2 separate regions of the Hordeum vulgare genome follow, and region 2 is linked to region 1. The links are chromatin contacts, called in public Hi-C maps. All regions are on one chromosome and are shown on one strand. Each heading gives the region's core, a stretch centred on a gene start, on an enhancer-like site or on the middle of the called end of the contact. The rest is flanking DNA. Distances are from core to core; before and after follow the strand shown.

Evidence for each region. A called contact is a pair of places that touch in the nucleus more often than the background predicts.
Region 2: a contact with region 1 is called in a Hi-C map of seedling, with 4 times the contacts expected there. The contact joins the promoter of LOC123402003 here to the promoter of LOC123403791 in region 1. A contact is called at or near these places in 1 of 6 Hi-C or Micro-C datasets (seedling) and 1 of 1 datasets of contacts at active chromatin or transcription factors (embryo).

What each region holds. Positions count from the first base shown.
Region 1 is chr6H:454,860,043-454,865,092 of MorexV3_pseudomolecules_assembly, reverse strand. It overlaps LOC123403791 (probable transcription factor KAN2), which reads right to left and starts at 3,074. Exons shown (of 6, transcript XM_045097708.1): 1 at 2,180-3,074; 2 at 1,802-1,878; 3 at 866-917; 4 at 597-750. The coding sequence starts at 2,762.
Region 2 is chr6H:455,158,038-455,163,087 of MorexV3_pseudomolecules_assembly, reverse strand. It overlaps LOC123402003, which reads right to left and starts at 3,155. Exons shown (of 6, transcript XM_045095854.1): 1 at 2,989-3,155; 2 at 2,462-2,586; 3 at 1,344-1,849; 4 at 1,072-1,245; 5 at 639-777; 6 at 1-301. The coding sequence starts at 3,063. The coding sequence ends at 259.

The sequences.
Region 1 (5,050 bases), core at 1,825-4,324:
TGTGTGTTCCTACTACAGCATGTAGTTGCTTTAGCGCTCTATAGGAAATTACCAGCAGCTTTTGACCTGTAACTGTAAGGACTCTGGAGTTATATCGATCTGCAAAGCAGTTTTTCTGCCTCACAAGAATGTTTAGCTAGACCTAGCTAGCTGTGCTCCTCTCTGTCATTTCGCCTGAAATGGCAGAAAAGACGAGAGCCCAGCAGCGTGGAGTAATTCTGAAGTGCATGCTAGCGAGCTACTGATATCCATTAATAGCCCACTAACTAGGAACATTTAGTTTGACATAGAACAATCCATAATTACGGCAAGGGGCCCACATATCATGGCATTATAAATCCAGTACTTATACAATTCAAAACGATCATCACAGGTGTAGGGAATTAATGGTGTAGGATTAGGTACTGGGTTGTTAAGTTCTCTCATGTGATATAGAACGAGGAGTACTTATAACAAAGAAGGCTAGGAATGGCGTTGGATGTATATCAACTCCCCGGGCGTTGGATGTCTATTTTTTTTTTATGTGAAAAAAAATTGGATGATGTATATCTCTTTTGGATGTATATATCAACGCCGTGTATGTAGCACGTTGTTACCTGGAAGAGTTGTTGCTCCAGAGAGTGCACATGTTGGATCCATGCTCGTTCCCGTCAAGATTTGATTGCTGGACTGAAGACTCAGACCCACTGGTAGTGTTGGCGATTTCGAAGGAGCTGTCGTCAGGGATGTCGATGATTGTCTTTGCTTGTCCTGCAAAACAAATATTCTAGTCACTGCTAATCCAATGCTACTATGTCTGTCTGTCTGTCTGTCACTTGTATAAGAGTATTGAGTTCTTTCTCAGAGGCGATCTGATCATACATACCGTAGGAAGCAGCAGCCGATTTGTGGTCAGCGGTCTTGATGGTCCGGTACATCTGCAAGACAATCAACTGATCAGTATGTACTCGCGGATACGTACGTACTAGAAAGCATAGGTACAAGTATATGTAGCTGACTGAACAAAGCTAGGATGAGCAGCTGTGTATAGCAGGAGTATTAAAGTCAAAGGTGTGTAGCGGTGGTCTACGAGATGGATCAATAAATACGGGGCGGCAGGGGCGGGCAGAGCGGCATATATGCACAATTGTGGCATTGATGGCGCGATCAGCTACTAGCTTGTGTGCATGCAGGCAGCGAAGCCCGCCAAAGGGCAGAAATTAATTATTGAGAAATGATGCAGGGGTTGTACTTGCCCGGCCGCCTGCTCTCGGGCAGCAACGCATGCATGGATGCGTATCATATTCATATAGTATATCAATGTGTGTGTGTGCGCGCGCGCGCTCCTGTGTGCACATGTGTCCACTGTGTGATCCATCCATCCATCCATCGTCCCCTCCGGTGACTGTGAGGCCTTTAATGGCACGCATTGGCTTCCCGTTGCATGCATGCTTAGCTTTGTGGTGATGCTCAGCTGATCTCGGGTTTTTATTGAAAAGCTGCTCGATCTCCCTCTCCCCCGTCGTGGTAAAGCTAGTGGGAGAGAGGAGGTACGAGCGAGAGGGGAATTTACTGCTCAGAAAGTGAACTGTAGAATGGCTATTCTTACATGCATGACCGACCGAAGATACATCAAATATCTAAGACTAATATATACAGTAGTATATTGTTGCATACACCAAGGAGTATCTGAAGTGGTAGCTAGTAGATCTACACGTACGTACGTTAAGGAGAGCGCAAGTGATCAAAGCTCAATATAAATACTGTAACCAATGAGCTAACCATGGACTTTATTATATGCACTTAAAGAAGATCCCCTCACCTGCAAGTGAGACTTGACATGGGCCAAGGTGAGATCCTTCACGTCCATTAGCTCAAGGACTGACTTGGGCGTTGCTCCTGCACAATCGCAAGGGAGGAAGCATCACAAACAGTAGACAATAATTCGTTCACCAACACATATATAGAGCTTAGCTTGTACTATGCCAATACGCCCATGCATCATTGTCTAGCTCTTTTGAATGCCAGCACAAGAAATGCTAGATTCGACCAACAGGAGGATTGTCTAGTTTGCCAGCAGCTAGAAGAAAGAAAAGAAAACCATCTAACGGCGACTGCTAATATGAGGAGAGGAGCAAGCAAAAATTCAGGAGAACAAGGAAAATAACACTTGTGCGCGCGAGTAGCAGCAAATACGTACTCTCGTGGCCTCCGAGCAGTTCGACGGCGTGGACGAACCGCGCGTGCAGCGACGTGGTCCACCGGATCCTGGGCGCGCGGGAGTTCCTCTTGGCCGGCGGCGCCGCCAGCCGCAGCGCGCCGACCTTGCCGGGCGACCTCGGCCCGCCTGCCGCGCCGCCGATCGCGTCGTAGCAATGCTGGTGGTGGTGGTTGTGGTGGTGGAGCTGGCTCTGGAGGAAAGGGAGAGACTGATGCGAGGTGTTGTACACGGGGATGCCCCGGATGGGCTTCATCGCCGCCAGGTCCTGCACCTCGTGGAGGATGGGCTGGGTGTGCTGCAAGAACTGCACCCCGCCCAGGTGGCCATCGGCTGCGCCGTAGTGCCCTGCATGGAAGCCGCCGCCGGCAGCTGCTGGCAGCGAGGGGTATGTCCTGGCGATGGACGGAGGCGCGAAGGTTGCCGCCGCCGATGCTGCCGTGGTCGCGGCGGCGGTGGTGTCGAGAGCCCTCTTCCAAAACCCTAAGTCCATTGGCTTGGTGGCAGGGGGCGGACTGATTTGGAGCTGGAGCTGCAGGTCCGGGTGTGACGGGAACAGCTCCATTGATCCCTCTCGCAACTTGCGGAGAGCAAGCGGTGTGATATCGGCCGCCGGCGTGGACTTGCGGCTAGCTAGAGAGATCGAGAAAGGGTCAGGGCGGAATTGAGGTGCGGAACTCGGAAGATTTCTTGCTGGGAGAGAGGTGGGGGGAGGAGCCGAGGAGCTCGGGGATGAGGGGAGGAGGAGGAGAGAGATGGGAACTTGGAATGGTGAAGGACAGGAGTGTCTGTTCGGATGTGCTGTGTGAAAAAGAGGCGAGTGTAACTTGTTGCTTGGAGGTGGCCGGCCTAGGATGGAAGATATAGATTGGTCTTTTCGTCCATACACCATGCGCCCCCCTTTCACTTTCGTTCCTCACATTTTTTTCCCCTTCTTTATCTCCTCCCCTTTTTATTCCACGCAGTCTCTCTCTCTTATGGGTGTTTGGTGGCAGATTGCAGTGGGAAAATGACACTTTTGATTGGGATGTATGCTTGCCGCAAGGCAAGGCAAGAAGTGAGGTATTATTCCCTATGGGGCTTTATGCCCATTCTTCATCCTCACGTGAATTATACGCAGGAGTACAATTCAGATTGGTGTTATATAGACGACAGACTACAGCCTAGTTTGGAATTCCAGAATTTTCCCGGTTCGTCATGTGTTTCTTTTCAAGAGTACGCAATTACGTATCGTATTATTAAAGAATGAGAGAAATAATTACAAGAGTTCTCATGTAGATGCAAACATCTACAAAGGTACATCCACACGAACACTCTATTTAGTCTATTCTCTCACAAAGGTACATCCACACGAACACTCTATTTAGCCTATTCTCTCACAAAACACTGTAAGGCTCCTACTCCGTCAAACGCCGTTTTCCAATCTTTAATTTCGTCCACGATAAAGGAAACTGGTCTCTCCGCATGAACCTGTTAATGCGTCCTATTGAAGACTCTAGCGTTATGTTATTTTCAAAGTGTTCAGTTCGTGCAAATGACTAGACTGTCAAAACCTCTACTATCCGCCGATCTAAATCTACTTCTATTGAGGAGCCATCAGTTAATGAGTGTGTCATTCTCCGCAGACGCCTGGACAGGAAGGTGAAGCATGTCTAGGAATCAATGCCAAAACCTTGCGTGCGTAGGTGCATTGCATAGTGATGTGCTCTACTGTGTCTTCACTTTGCAAGCACGTAAAGCACGCCGAAGTTTGGTCTTATAGTCCGTACCTGGCTCTTCGATCAGTAGTCCAAAGGCGATGCTGCGAAGCCAGCTAAGCAAAAAAGCTTTAGTTTGAGGGGTGCATAGCTTTGCCAAATCGTCCGACTCGGGCCCTCACACAATCTGCCGTATGTGGCCTTGGCCGAGTATTTGTCTTCCTCACTACCACATGGCCACCAGAAGTTCTCTGGCCTATGTGCCTCCCGCTACACCGTGGACTTTCCCGAGGTCCGGCGAAGTTGTTGTGGATGACTCTGGGTGAAAGCCTTGGTTTGATGGGGTCGAAGGATACCGGTGAAGATGCTTTTTGAAGGCGTCGTCGAAGAGTCCTCACACCTCTTCAGGTTTGTGGGCGTGTTGGTGATGGAGTTTGAGTTGTCGATGTCAGCAAGGATTGGGTTGTTGCACGATTGTTCTCTGTTTTAATCGTGTGTTTTGAGGTTTTTTGGCCTAGTTTCTCTTATAAAATAGGGCCATTGTTCTCTTTTTTTCCTCTCTTAATGAAAATCGACAGTGCTCCTGCCTTGCAAGTCGAAAAAAAAAATGTGCTGTGAAGGAGATATCTTCGATGATGTCGAACGTTCAAGAATCATCCATAGTGGCCTGCTCAACCGTCGTGTGGTTGATGACCCGAGTACCGACCATAGCAAAAATGCAGGGGGCGATGTCGATTACTCCGAAACCGTGTATCCATTTTTCTCTCCGGAATAATACTCCGTCTCTTCACCCCACCTGTATAGCAACAAGACTGTCGAACACCTTTCGGACCTCTCTGTCAACAACCAGTGTGAGTCCATTCCAAGGTCTGTTAAGATCAACTCTTCTGAGCCATTCCCAGCGAACCCTCAAGGCAAGTGGCTTCAATTTCAGATTCTTCACATCAAGCCCTCATGTGTAGAGATTAAAAATAGAAGATTTACTGGCTAGTAAGTTTTACATTTGTTTCCGAGTGACGACTGGACAATAAATTGAGAGGCAACCATGTTTGGGAAACACATTTATTTCTTGGATTTGCTAAATCTCATCTAGGTGGGATTTAACTATGTCATATCCTTTTTCCCTGATAAAGAGCGATTCTATTATCTCAAATCT
Region 2 (5,050 bases), core at 1,906-4,405, 300 kb before region 1:
GGCAACAATTCCTGCCAATCGAAGGGGTTGAGCCAATCCTTACCTATCCAAACAAGCACTTACTGCAAATAACAGCATATTCATATTCATATGTAAGAATACCCTAATACTTGCTTGAAAAAGTACTGGCTAGCATAAAACAGTGTTTGCAGAACTCCATCAGCATGTTCAGTTCCATCATAATTTGAGAGCATATCTCAGTTCTTCCCGATGTGAAAGGGGTTGTTGGTGAGCCTCTATATATATGGCTTTTGACGCTCAATTTTCTCGGGGATTTTTCATTGATTTCTGCATGAGGTACCTGTAGAAAAACAGACTTCAGATTAATGACAAAACATGGGGCAAAATGGAATGAGCCAATACGTAGATGAAAAGTCCAGTGTGCAGGTACTAAAGACAATTGGTTGAGTTGCAGGTGCAAGAAAAGTGTGAAGTACAAGCACGAAATTTCTTCACTTAATTCAGCTCTTGTTAATTGGCACCCAATACAAACTGTGCTAAGCCAACAAAGCGAGCCACATGTTTCTCTTCATTATGGAAGGAGAATAACCAAGTGCCAAAAGAGAATCACAAAGTAAATGTAGACGACCACAAAGTAAATTGCTGCGAGGACTATGGATCGAGAGGTCAAGGGTTACCTGCCAGTGTAAAACCCTGCTGTATACCATGCATTCAGTACGACAGCAAGATCACTGTCTGCTCCTGTGGTGTCTAAATTCAGGTTCATGCCCACAGTTGTGTTATTCTCCCTTGCAATTCCACCTTCATTTACAATATCTAATCAAGAGAAGAGGTGTCTTGTGAGATAAATTAAATATATATGTGCTATGAAATGTATTAGCATGTTATGATCTCAAGTTGATGTACATCCACACAATTAAATGTCGGCCTTTACATTGAAGAAACATGCACAAAATGTCGTACCAAACCGATATACAGTTGAAAAGTGGAAATTAGGAGTGCTAGAGGATAAACTAGCTATTGCATTCTTTTAAGACAGAACTTTGAGATATCCACAGAACAAGCACAGTAGTAGAACTACCAGCACTTCATATGAGGGAAAATGCTTACTTGGAAAGGAGGCAGCATCTCCAGATATTGTACTTTTCATGAAATTCACGGCACCTTCAGCAGTCATCATTGCAGCCTTAGCAACTTGATCATCGCCAGTAGATACCTTAGCTGGGAGCTGCGTGAAGGCTGCACCAGTAGGATATGTAGTGCTTGCTCCAGGGCAATGATCACCTGCAAATCATGTAGTCCATAGCGATGGGAACATGGATAAAAGCTCTGTAATAGATGAAGAAAACAAGGATATAGGGTTAACCAAACTAGGCACTTACAAGTGAATGATATGCTGCAGCCTCCACTAGGTGGCATGGCAGTGGAATCGCCACTTTGTTGGCCAGTTGAACAGCAGGAGATTGAAACCATGGGAACATTCAAGGAGCAGCATGAGGTTTGAGCGGTTGAAGAGATTGGGTCTGGTGCTGTGGCAATGTAAGCAGGAACTTGCTGTTGGTATGCTGAAGATTGTTCAGGGGTTTGATAATTCCAGTAATTTGTCTGATGTAATTGCTCAAGAACTTTCTGGCTTTGCACCTCAAGTTCATAGTACTTCCTGAGTAATTCATTGTAGTCCCCTGTCTGCTGGTTTGAGCTATCCTTTCCCTCAGTATTGGTGGCATCTGAGAAGCATGTCTTAGATTCAGAGACATTTATCTCCTTTTCCAGATCAGTTTCTTGAAGAGGAGCTTGCTCATCAGTCTTTCTTTCTTCACAGGGCTGCTGTGGTGTCTCCGCAGGACCAACGGGTAAGTTAGTGCAGCTGTCATTTTTATTTGTTTGCCTTCACAAACAAAGCAATACTTCATCAATTCTAGGACAATAAAACAAGAATTTAAAATTGTATAAATTATTGACAAATGTGAATGGAAAGGATAAAACTAGTTCAGATAGAAAAACAGGCACACATTAGGCCATTACACCTCTTAATACATTTTTAAAACAAAAGGAAATTTGAAGTTTGAAATTCTCATTTCACTGAAATAGATTCAGAGTAATCACTCCGAGGCTTGAAACAACAGACTGGAGAATTTAGCGAGGAGTCGCTAGATATATAGCTGGAAATCGATATCTCCAGCAACAGGTTCATCCAGAATTGGTACTAGCTTAAATCGTTAATTCTAACCACACATGTATAACTGGTTGACGGTTCCATAACATGAATTCCACACTTAAACTCTTCCCATTAATAAAAGTCAAGTTCTAAAAGAAACACACAGAGAAAAAGACAGTTAGACAGGAACGTAGCACCATTCTTTCTAGTTTCTACAGACTCGAGTTTTAATAAGCAAGCTGAGTAACTTATAGAATTGCTATCTTTGCACAGAATAATCACTGTCATACCAGTAAAACAGGAAAACATATTAACTGAAGCGACAAGCATCAGTCTACTTACTCATCTGCTACTTCAGTAGAGACAGGTTCTTCTGCAACAGCAGCGGCAATGGCAGCAGAAGCAGCTACATCTTCTGACTCTTGTATCTCAGATGGAGCAGCTTGCTTGTTCTTGCCATGCATTGCCTACAAGCCATCACAATCAATTAGCACAATGCGAACGAGCAGCCAACTATTCACATAAATGCGGGAGAACCCCTGCGTTCTTCCACATAACAAGTAAAGGAGGAAATTTAATCGAGCTATTCATCTAACCAGAGAGAAATGCACAGAAAACTAAATCTATCATGAAACAAAAATGGCACCGTTACAGTTAAGCTGTACTCGTACTAGTGCACAGCGGCGAACGAACTCGACAGAGGAATCCATCCGGCCCCAATCCTGGCCACCAAACCAACACGCGGACCTACTCCAGATGCTCCAACTCGGACCGCGAGTAAGCTCCCCAAACCCTAAACCCTAGCGGCGGCGACGAGGTACCAAATCCGGAAAGGGACAGGGGATGAAAGGGGGGGCGAGGGCGCGTACCTTGTAGGTGGCGATGGCGTGGTCGAAGGCGTCCACCAGCGCCGAGTCGTCCCACAGCTCCCCGCCCTTCCCCATCTCCTCTCTCGCCAACTTCTCACGGCTTCCTCCTCCGACCTGCTGCGCCTTCCCACGAACGAAGAGGAGGAAAAAAAAGGAAAGGCGCCTCCAGTCCAGTAAAACACGCCGCCGTCCACAAGTCGACGAACCGTCACTAGTGGAGGAACCCCTCGCTGAAGGGGGGGCCTAGATGGCCCCGCCCATCAGCAAGGCAGGACAGAGCCTCCTTTTTTCGTTTTTCTTACGTTTTCTGTTCCCTGTTTTTTTTTACTATTGTTTATTTATAGTTTGAAATATTCTGAATGTATGTATTATAAAAATACACTCTATTTAAATATTTGAAAAATGTTGAGAAATTATTTGAATCTTTTTGGACAAGTATTTGAATACTGTTGAATAGGTATTTGAAAAATATTGAAGAAGTATTTTAAAAAATGTTGACCATCCATATAAAAATGTTAATCAAGCATTTGAAAAAAGATGTTGAACAAGTATTTTAAAAATGTTGAACAAGTATTTGAAAAACAATGTTGATCATGTATAAAAAAATGGAATAACTATTTGAATAATGTTGAACAAGTATTTGAAAATGTTCAATAAGTATTAAAAATGTTGAACAAGTATTTGAAAATGTGGAATAGGTATTAAAAATGTTGAACAAGTATTTAAAAATGTTGAATAAGTATTACAAAATGTTGAACGAGTATTTGGAAAATGTTGATCATGTATCTGAAAAATATTGAATAGGTATTAAATGTTGAATAAGTATTTTAAAAATATTAAATAAGTACTCGGCAATGCTGAACTTGAACGTGTATAAAAAAAGTGTTGATCACTTATTAAAAATGTTTTTGACATATACAAAAATTTAGAGTGGAAACGAAAACAAAGACAAGAAAAAACAAAAAACAAAAGATGGAGAAGGAAAAAAACAAACAAAAAAGGAAATCAAACAAACAGCAAGAAAACAAAAAATAAGAAACAAAATGCAAGGAAGAATGTAAAGAAGATGGAGAAAAAAAATAAAGAAATAAAAGAAAACAAGAAAAAAGGAAACATAAAAAATCTCCGGTATTTTACCTCAAATAGAGTGTGATTCTTGCATGAACACAAATCCGAGAGTGGCGCAGTGGCACGCGCATCTATGTGCTATCGAGACGACCTAGGTTTGAATCACCTCGTGCCCTTATTTTCTTCTATTTTTCTATTTCTCTATGTGCTAGTGGGCCGGCTTGATTAGTAGAACGGTTCGGTGACCGATCCTTCTTCAATTCCATAATGTGATAAATAGTTCCCGCGGTCTGTTCCGCGTATGAGGCCTAACTCATGACATTGTTTTGCGGTAGAACCCATCAAGTCCTGCAGTGAAACGGGACGATCGAACTCGGGGCTTGCGGTAGCATGATATAGGTCCACACACAAGAAACCAAGGCCCAATGGGAGAATTGACTACAAATGGACCCAAAAAAACATCTCGCATCCTCCCTCGGCCTTAGCTTTCAAGAGCCTGCGCGCACCAACAACCACTGCCTGGGGAACTAGAAGGCACAATAGGAAGAAGAAAGCCAAGAACCAGGACGGGTTAGCTAGAGATAAACTTTATGAGAAGGGGTGTGCGGGGCATGAACATGAGGAAACTGATATGGATGAGGTTGATCCTATTCGCAAGCGCTCGTCTAATCAAGTTGTGGGGTTCTCGGCCACCACCATTCTAACAGGTTCATAATTAGCTCTTGTTTTGAAGAGCAGTATTGGGGTGGTGTCACTTTCCCTAAGCCCGCTTCCAAAACAGGACCCGAAACGGTCCAGAACCAATGTGACGGAGAAGACTAGTAATGGTGGAGTAAATAAGACCCCCAATTGGGGGAAAACAATGATGCAAGATTGACGGCCTCCACGGCAGATGATCGTGAGGCATAATGAATCTATTTTGCTGGAATTTTTGTGGGATTGGCAACGCCTCGAAAATTCAAAGATGCGCGAACTCATGAGAAAGTTTGCCTCT